Linked DNA regions of Oryza sativa: region 2 is linked to region 1. Evidence: chromatin contacts called from public HiCAR-type data. All regions are on one chromosome and are shown on one strand. The core of a region is the stretch at or near the end of the contact, and the rest is flanking DNA. Distances in the headings are between cores, read along the strand shown. Region 1 holds the start of LOC4344182 (protein EARLY RESPONSIVE TO DEHYDRATION 15). Region 2 holds the start of LOC4344298 (protein ENHANCED DISEASE RESISTANCE 4).

Region 1 (3,150 bases), core at 259-2,758:
TGAAAGCCAACGTCAAGAATAAATCAGCTACCTATTGTTAGAATGTCTATGGATATCTCTGCAACCTTAACAGCCAGCTGCAGAAATCAATCTGAACTTAATGCTGTTTCCGTCTAGCATTTATCTGTGACACCTCACACGTAGATATTGCTCCTTGAATGGTACTTATGTTGCTTTCATTTCTAAAGTTACTAAATCATGACCAATTCGATGGCGATTTCGGTCCCAGTTCGTCACATTTCCACACTGATGTCTTTCAGAGGCTTTAAACTTCCACCTTCTTTTCAGAGCTCCCAATTAAATCATCTTTCTTGATCAGTCACTTCCATTTTTGCTACTGATGATGCCAGTAATAAACCACCATCATCGGCATCGCACATGATGACAATTGACAAACCAACCACCAACTTTCGAGATCCAACAAATTCACAGACAACAAAAGAGCAGGTTTCTACCAGATTCTGAAGAGAGCAAAGGAATAATCAGAAGTTGAAAGATTCTAAACATTAGACTGCTTGCCATCTTAATATATCCAACATTAACAAGGGCGGTAGTAGAATCATTAGTACACATGATTCTACATCACTCTCTATTTTTGCTTTTTTTTTTCTAACACATTTTAGATGATGCACCTGAAACTGAACAGAAGCTGCTTTACTACTACAAGGGATGCAGCACCAGAAAGCTGCAATTTTTCCCCCTTTTTTTTTCAGTTTTTATACACAGTGAAGAAAAGCAGAGAGACTAAACTCTGAAAACTCCAAGGTTATACACTAGACAGCAGCAGCAGCAGCATCACCACTCACCCATGGCGCTCTAGCGAGGCTGGTGGATGACGTGGCGGGCGGCGCCGCCCTTGGCGGCGACGAACTGGGCCGGCTTCTCGGCGTGCCTCACCATCCCGGCGCCGCCCAACCTCGGCGAGTTGAGGCTGAGCGCCCTGAGCACGTCGGCGTCGAGGGTGGGAGTCGTCGTCGGCTTGTGGTGGACGGGGGGGTCGGGGGTGTAGAAGAGGTCGTCGGTGTCGACCATGTCGAGGAGGTCGAGCGAGTCGTCGGGCAGGAGCGCGGCGAGGTCGTCGTCGAACACCTGGCGGTGGTGGTCCTCCTCCGCCGCAGCGTCCTCGTACATCTGGTGCTGCCTGAACCAGTGGTCGCGGAACCACGCCGTGGTCTTGACGAGCTCCCACCACTCCGGCGAGAAGTCCTCCACCCTCCTGAACGCCGCCGGGATGAACGGCGCCGCGTTCGGGTTCAGCGACGACATCGCCATAGCACTCATCCCTCACTCCAACTGCAACAAACAAGAACAAGAACAACAACGCCATCAATAACCCAAAAAAGAAACAACAAGAAATTCGCTAGCTAGCTAGCTCATGGCGATCGATCAAGATCGTCGAAGATTACTACTACCTTTTCTTGGGGGAAAATATCTCGTGGCGCGACGCGAACGGCGATTGATTGATTCCCGCGGTTTTGAGAGAGAAACGGTGGGTTTCTTGTTTGGCTTGGCTGCGCGGTGGTGGAGGGGGAGCGCGTTTAATAGGCGAGAGGGGAGGAGTACGAGCGGGTGGGGTGGTGGGGCCGGGTTGTCAGTGGGAGTGGCTGACGTGTGGGGCCGGGTTGGCGTGTGGGTGGGGTGGGTTGGGGTGGGGGTGGATGGTGAGTTGGTGACTGGTCGGTTTGGGTCCCTTTTTCACATGGGGGGTGGGGCCAATGGGGAGTGTGGTGATGCTTGGGCGGGATTTTCTGTGGGCGAGGGATATAATAATTCGGGTGGAAGTTTCCTGGCGATAGAGATATTGAAGTGCTCCTATGGAGAGAGAGAGAGAGAGAGAGAGAGGGTGTGTTTAATGTGTAAATCGTGTACGGTTTGCTTGTAGTTATCGGATAAGATGGGGCTGTTTGGATGGGACTTTTCAGTCCAACCAGATGTTTGACACTAATTAAAAATATTAAACATAGACTATTGATAAAACCTATTTCATAACCCTGAACTAATTTGCGAGACGAATCTATTGAGACTAATTAAACTATAAATAATTTATGTGATGCTACAGTAAACATGTGCTAATTATGAATTAATTAGACTTAAAAAATTTGTCACGCAAATTAGCTCTCATTTATGTAATTAGTTTTGTAAGTAGTCTATGTTTAATACTCCAAATTAATGTCCAAACATCTGATGTCACAGAGACTAAAGTTTAGTCCCTGATCCAAACACCACCTAAGTTCTGTTCTTCATTCATTTACTTACTCTATTCCAAAATAATAAAAGAAAGAGATTCCAAATACATTTTTAAAAAGAAATTGATTCATTCTCTCTCTATCCCAAAATAATAAAAGAAAGAGATTCCAAATACTTTTTAAAAAAGAAATTGCTAGCGTGTTGAGGATTGAACACGAGACCGCAAGGTTGAAACGATACACCCGTTACCACTACTGCATTTCTATTCCAAAACATAACAAACTTTGAGTTTAAAGGTTGCTATTACCTAGCCCCCGACAAATATATAACTACCCCATCCATTAAAAAAAAAAAACTCAATTCTAGCTACGAACCTGGACATGGTTTGTCTTTTTTGACAAACTAGTAGGTAGCAACATTTTTAGGCCGTAAGAAGTAATAAATTCTCTTTTTATTAAATTAATTAATGTGGGGATTCTATGTTCATTCATTTCATTATACTTCTCTTGGTCATAAATATTTCTTCAAACTCTATAAAATTTCAACAACTGATTTTATGTTAAAAGAAGTTTTTAGGATCTAATAAATTTATGATATTATAATAGTACTTTTTGAGATAAATCTATGTAGTAGTATATCATTTGTTTTGTTTCAAGTCAAAACATTTAAAAAATCATGGATTGTCGGAATTGTAAGAAGTTTGATCAGATATTATCGTAAGCATCAAATGTTTTTGACAAGAGGAAGTACATTATGCCAAGTCCTTTTCGGTTGCATAATTATTGTACAGTTGTATATTATAGTATGACAAAGTCACCATTGTACAGTGGGATGACTAGAAGGTACGCATTCTAAATTATTTATGGACGAATGGATTATATGCGTTATTACACTTTTTAAATTATGATTTCTCCAAAAGTAGGCAATTCGTCTATGCTATTTTTATTTTTATAAAATATAATA
Region 2 (3,150 bases), core at 247-2,746, 970 kb after region 1:
GAGAGAGAGAGAGGGAGAAGAGACAGCTCCAATTCTTGGCAGTTATGGGTGCAGTGACGCCAGGAGAAACGATGCTGATATATATAAATAAAAATGGGAGCGTCGTGTGAAGAGGAAGGAGGAAGAAGCAGCTGAGGAAGCAAGAAATGATGGGGTTTGGGGTGATGTAAAAATGAAGCGGCGTGGTGGAGAAATATTTATATGCGATGGGGTGGAGAAGAAGTCTGACCGCTTCCGCGATAGCGAGTGGCTGGCTTTGGACTCCTCCTCCTCTTGGAGAAGAAGAGGAGGGCAGGGAGGGCCAGGTCGTTTGGTGCGACCGTGTCGCCGACGCCAGTCGCGAGTGCCACCGCGTCGTCATATCCAGCGCCCGCCCGCCGCTGCCTGCTGCTGCTGTGGCCTACTGGCTCGCTCGCTCGCTGTGGACTTCTGGATGCCACCGTGGCTACTGGCGCGCGTGTAGAGCGAGGGTTTTCTGGATGCCTCATGACGCGTGTGGTGGGGTAGCGGGAGCGGTTGCCGTCACGCGGCCACACGGCACGCGGCGCGGATGGGGAAGGGATCGTGCGTGCGCTGCCTTGTATCGTCTTTTTCTATGCCCTTTTCTCTGGCTCGTGTAATCGTACGTGTTGGCGGCTGCAGACGAGGAGTAAGGCCATCCACAATGGGTAGCCTCAGAGCGTGCCCCTGCTCACGGCGTCCGCCTCCCGTCCGCACACCGTGCCCTTGGAGGGGGGGCGCGACCCCCACGAGGGGGACGGCCGGCTCGGGCTCCTCCAATCTCCTTTTCCTGAGGCACGGCTCGAAGGAACCCGTTGTGGCGACCTCGGTGCCCCATTCCCCGCCTCATTCCCCTGCATTTTCCCTTCTTGCCCCCCCCTCTCTCACCTGGGCGTGGTGACGGAGCCGGCGCGGCCTCGTCGGTGTGGTGGATGGCGACGAGAGAGAGAAGCGGCGCCGGCCAGATCTAGCCCACCGGCAGCCGGATCTGGAAAGAGAGGCGGCAGCTTGGACGCCATCGGCCACCGCACCGCGCTCCTGCTCCCGCTCCCGCGCTCGCGCGCCGTCCAGCCTCCCACCGCTCGCCGTCGGCCAGATCGCCCCTCGCGCCGCTCGCCCGTCGACCAGCTCTCCGGCGTGCGCGGAGACGGGCGGCGGCCGGCGGCAGCCGAAGGGCGCGGAGGGAGCAGCGACGAGAGAGAGGGAGGGAGGCAGCCCTCCTTATCGCCTCGCGGCCGCCGGCGACGAGAGAGAGGCGAGCAGCGAGAGGGAGACAGAGAGGCGGGCGACAGCGGTGGCTGGGGAGAGAGGGAGATGGATGCAGGGCTGGGGATGGCGAGGAGGGAGGCGGCGGCGGTGGCTGGGGAGGGCGAGGAGGAAAGCGGCGGCGGCGAGCGGCAGGGGAAGAGAGGAGGGAGGTGGCGGCGGCAAGCTGGGAGGAGGCGGCGACGAATGGGCGACGAGGATAGCGATAAGAAGAAGCTAGAAGCCAAAAGTGGGGGAGGAAGAAAAGAGAAGGAAAAAAAAAAGAATGAGCTGGGGAGGGGTATTTGGGGATTTTTCACCTGGGACTCCATTGGGCCAAGACACCCATTGTGGGCTATAGTACTCTCACCGGGTTGTTTTAGATTTTGAGGAACCCATTTAGGGATACCTTCTATTGCGAATTGAGTTTCCTACGAGTGTCCTCAGTTAGTGAGGATACTCTATGAGTGTCTCACATTGTATATGTGAGTACTCCTACTTTATTCTCCTGTTTTAAACAGGTCAAGAAAATAAAATTGGTTAGTACGAGAACTATTTATTTGCAACAAATTGTACTAGTGTGTACCAACTGGAGTCCGGAATCGTGTGCATAGCACAGACAAAGCAAGTTTTGCAGACACACGCAATCATTAGAAAAAAAAAACGCCGCGGCCAAACAGAACAGCAATAACCGCATGAAGCATGTTCCTTGCTTAAACAAAGAAGAAAAGCGCAAGCATGCCGTTTCACATCCATACGTGGAGCAAGCGAGCTAGAGAGACCAACCCACTTTCAATGGGCAGCGATCACTTACACGAGGAAAATAAAAAGGCAACGATATGTGTATGATGGTCTTTGACCTCGTGCAGAGCTAGCTAGCTCTATCTATCTCTTGGCATCGTACCTGTGTACTATAGGACTATCTACGTGTGTGCGCAGTGAGCATAGAAAACGAAGTGCCGTTGATAGTTTTGGTCGTGATGTTGTTGCCGCATGCCGGTGCGACAAATATCACATAGGAGGCTCAGGAAGGCATGGACCGATGGACGGTTCGGCCAAATGAATGAGCCGATAGCCACAGCGTTCGGCTATCATGATCATGAAACGAAAAAGGCGTTTCTTGGCTGCAGGTAGGCACCGTCGGTGTACACATGGCAGCTAGAGCGGCTCGTTCTCGTACGGCCTCGTACTAGTACGCAACGTACGTGTGGCCGCGGGCGGCGCCGGTGCCGGCCGCCTCTGCGACTGCACGGTGCGACTGTGCGAGCTTCACCAACCTGCAGCTATCGACCTACTTCTCCTTACCAACCGGTTCGCGCGCGGCATGGCACGAGGAAAAATAGTTTTAATTACTTGTTTACTAGTATCTTTTCTAAAAGAAAAAGAAGATAGATTAATGTGCAACATTTATATAAATTATAACAAACATATAAATTAGACTTTAATAGTATATGTATATTCATCTTTTTTATAACTTGTAAATGCCGAATTTAAACTTATACTTCCTCCGTCCCAAAATATAAGGGATTCTGGGTGGATGTGATACTTCTTAGTACTACGAATCTGATTAAGAAACCTGTTAAGATTCGTAGTGCTAGGATATGTCACATCCACCCAAAATCCCTTATATTATGTGGCGGAGGGAGTATGTTTTTACAATAATATATTAGTACATACTAGTAATATACTCCTTCCGTATTTTAATGTATAACGCCGTTGACTTTTCGACCAACGTTTGATCATTCGTTTTATTTAAAAATTTTGTGTGAATATGAAAATATTTATGTCATGCTTAAAGAACATTTGATGACGAATCAAATCACAATAAAATAAATGATAATTATATAAATTTTTTGAATAAGACGAATGGTCAAACGTTGAAAAAAAGTAAACGGCGTCATACAT

Evidence for each region. HiCAR-type assays count read pairs that join an accessible place to other places.
Region 2: a HiCAR-type map of leaf shows a contact between it and region 1, with 5 times the contacts expected there. The contact joins the promoter of LOC4344298 here to the promoter of LOC4344182 in region 1. A contact is called at or near these places in 1 of 15 Hi-C or Micro-C datasets (seedling) and 1 of 4 datasets of contacts at active chromatin or transcription factors (leaf).

Annotation. Positions count from the first base shown.
Region 1 is chr7:28,117,407-28,120,556 of ASM3414082v1, forward strand. It overlaps LOC4344182 (protein EARLY RESPONSIVE TO DEHYDRATION 15), which reads right to left and starts at 1,509. Exons shown (of 2, transcript XM_015791422.3): 1 at 1,413-1,509; 2 at 480-1,293. The coding sequence starts at 1,281. The coding sequence ends at 817.
Region 2 is chr7:29,086,009-29,089,158 of ASM3414082v1, forward strand. LOC4344298 (protein ENHANCED DISEASE RESISTANCE 4) reads right to left here and starts at 1,497. Exons shown (of 3, transcript XM_066312053.1): 1 at 230-1,497.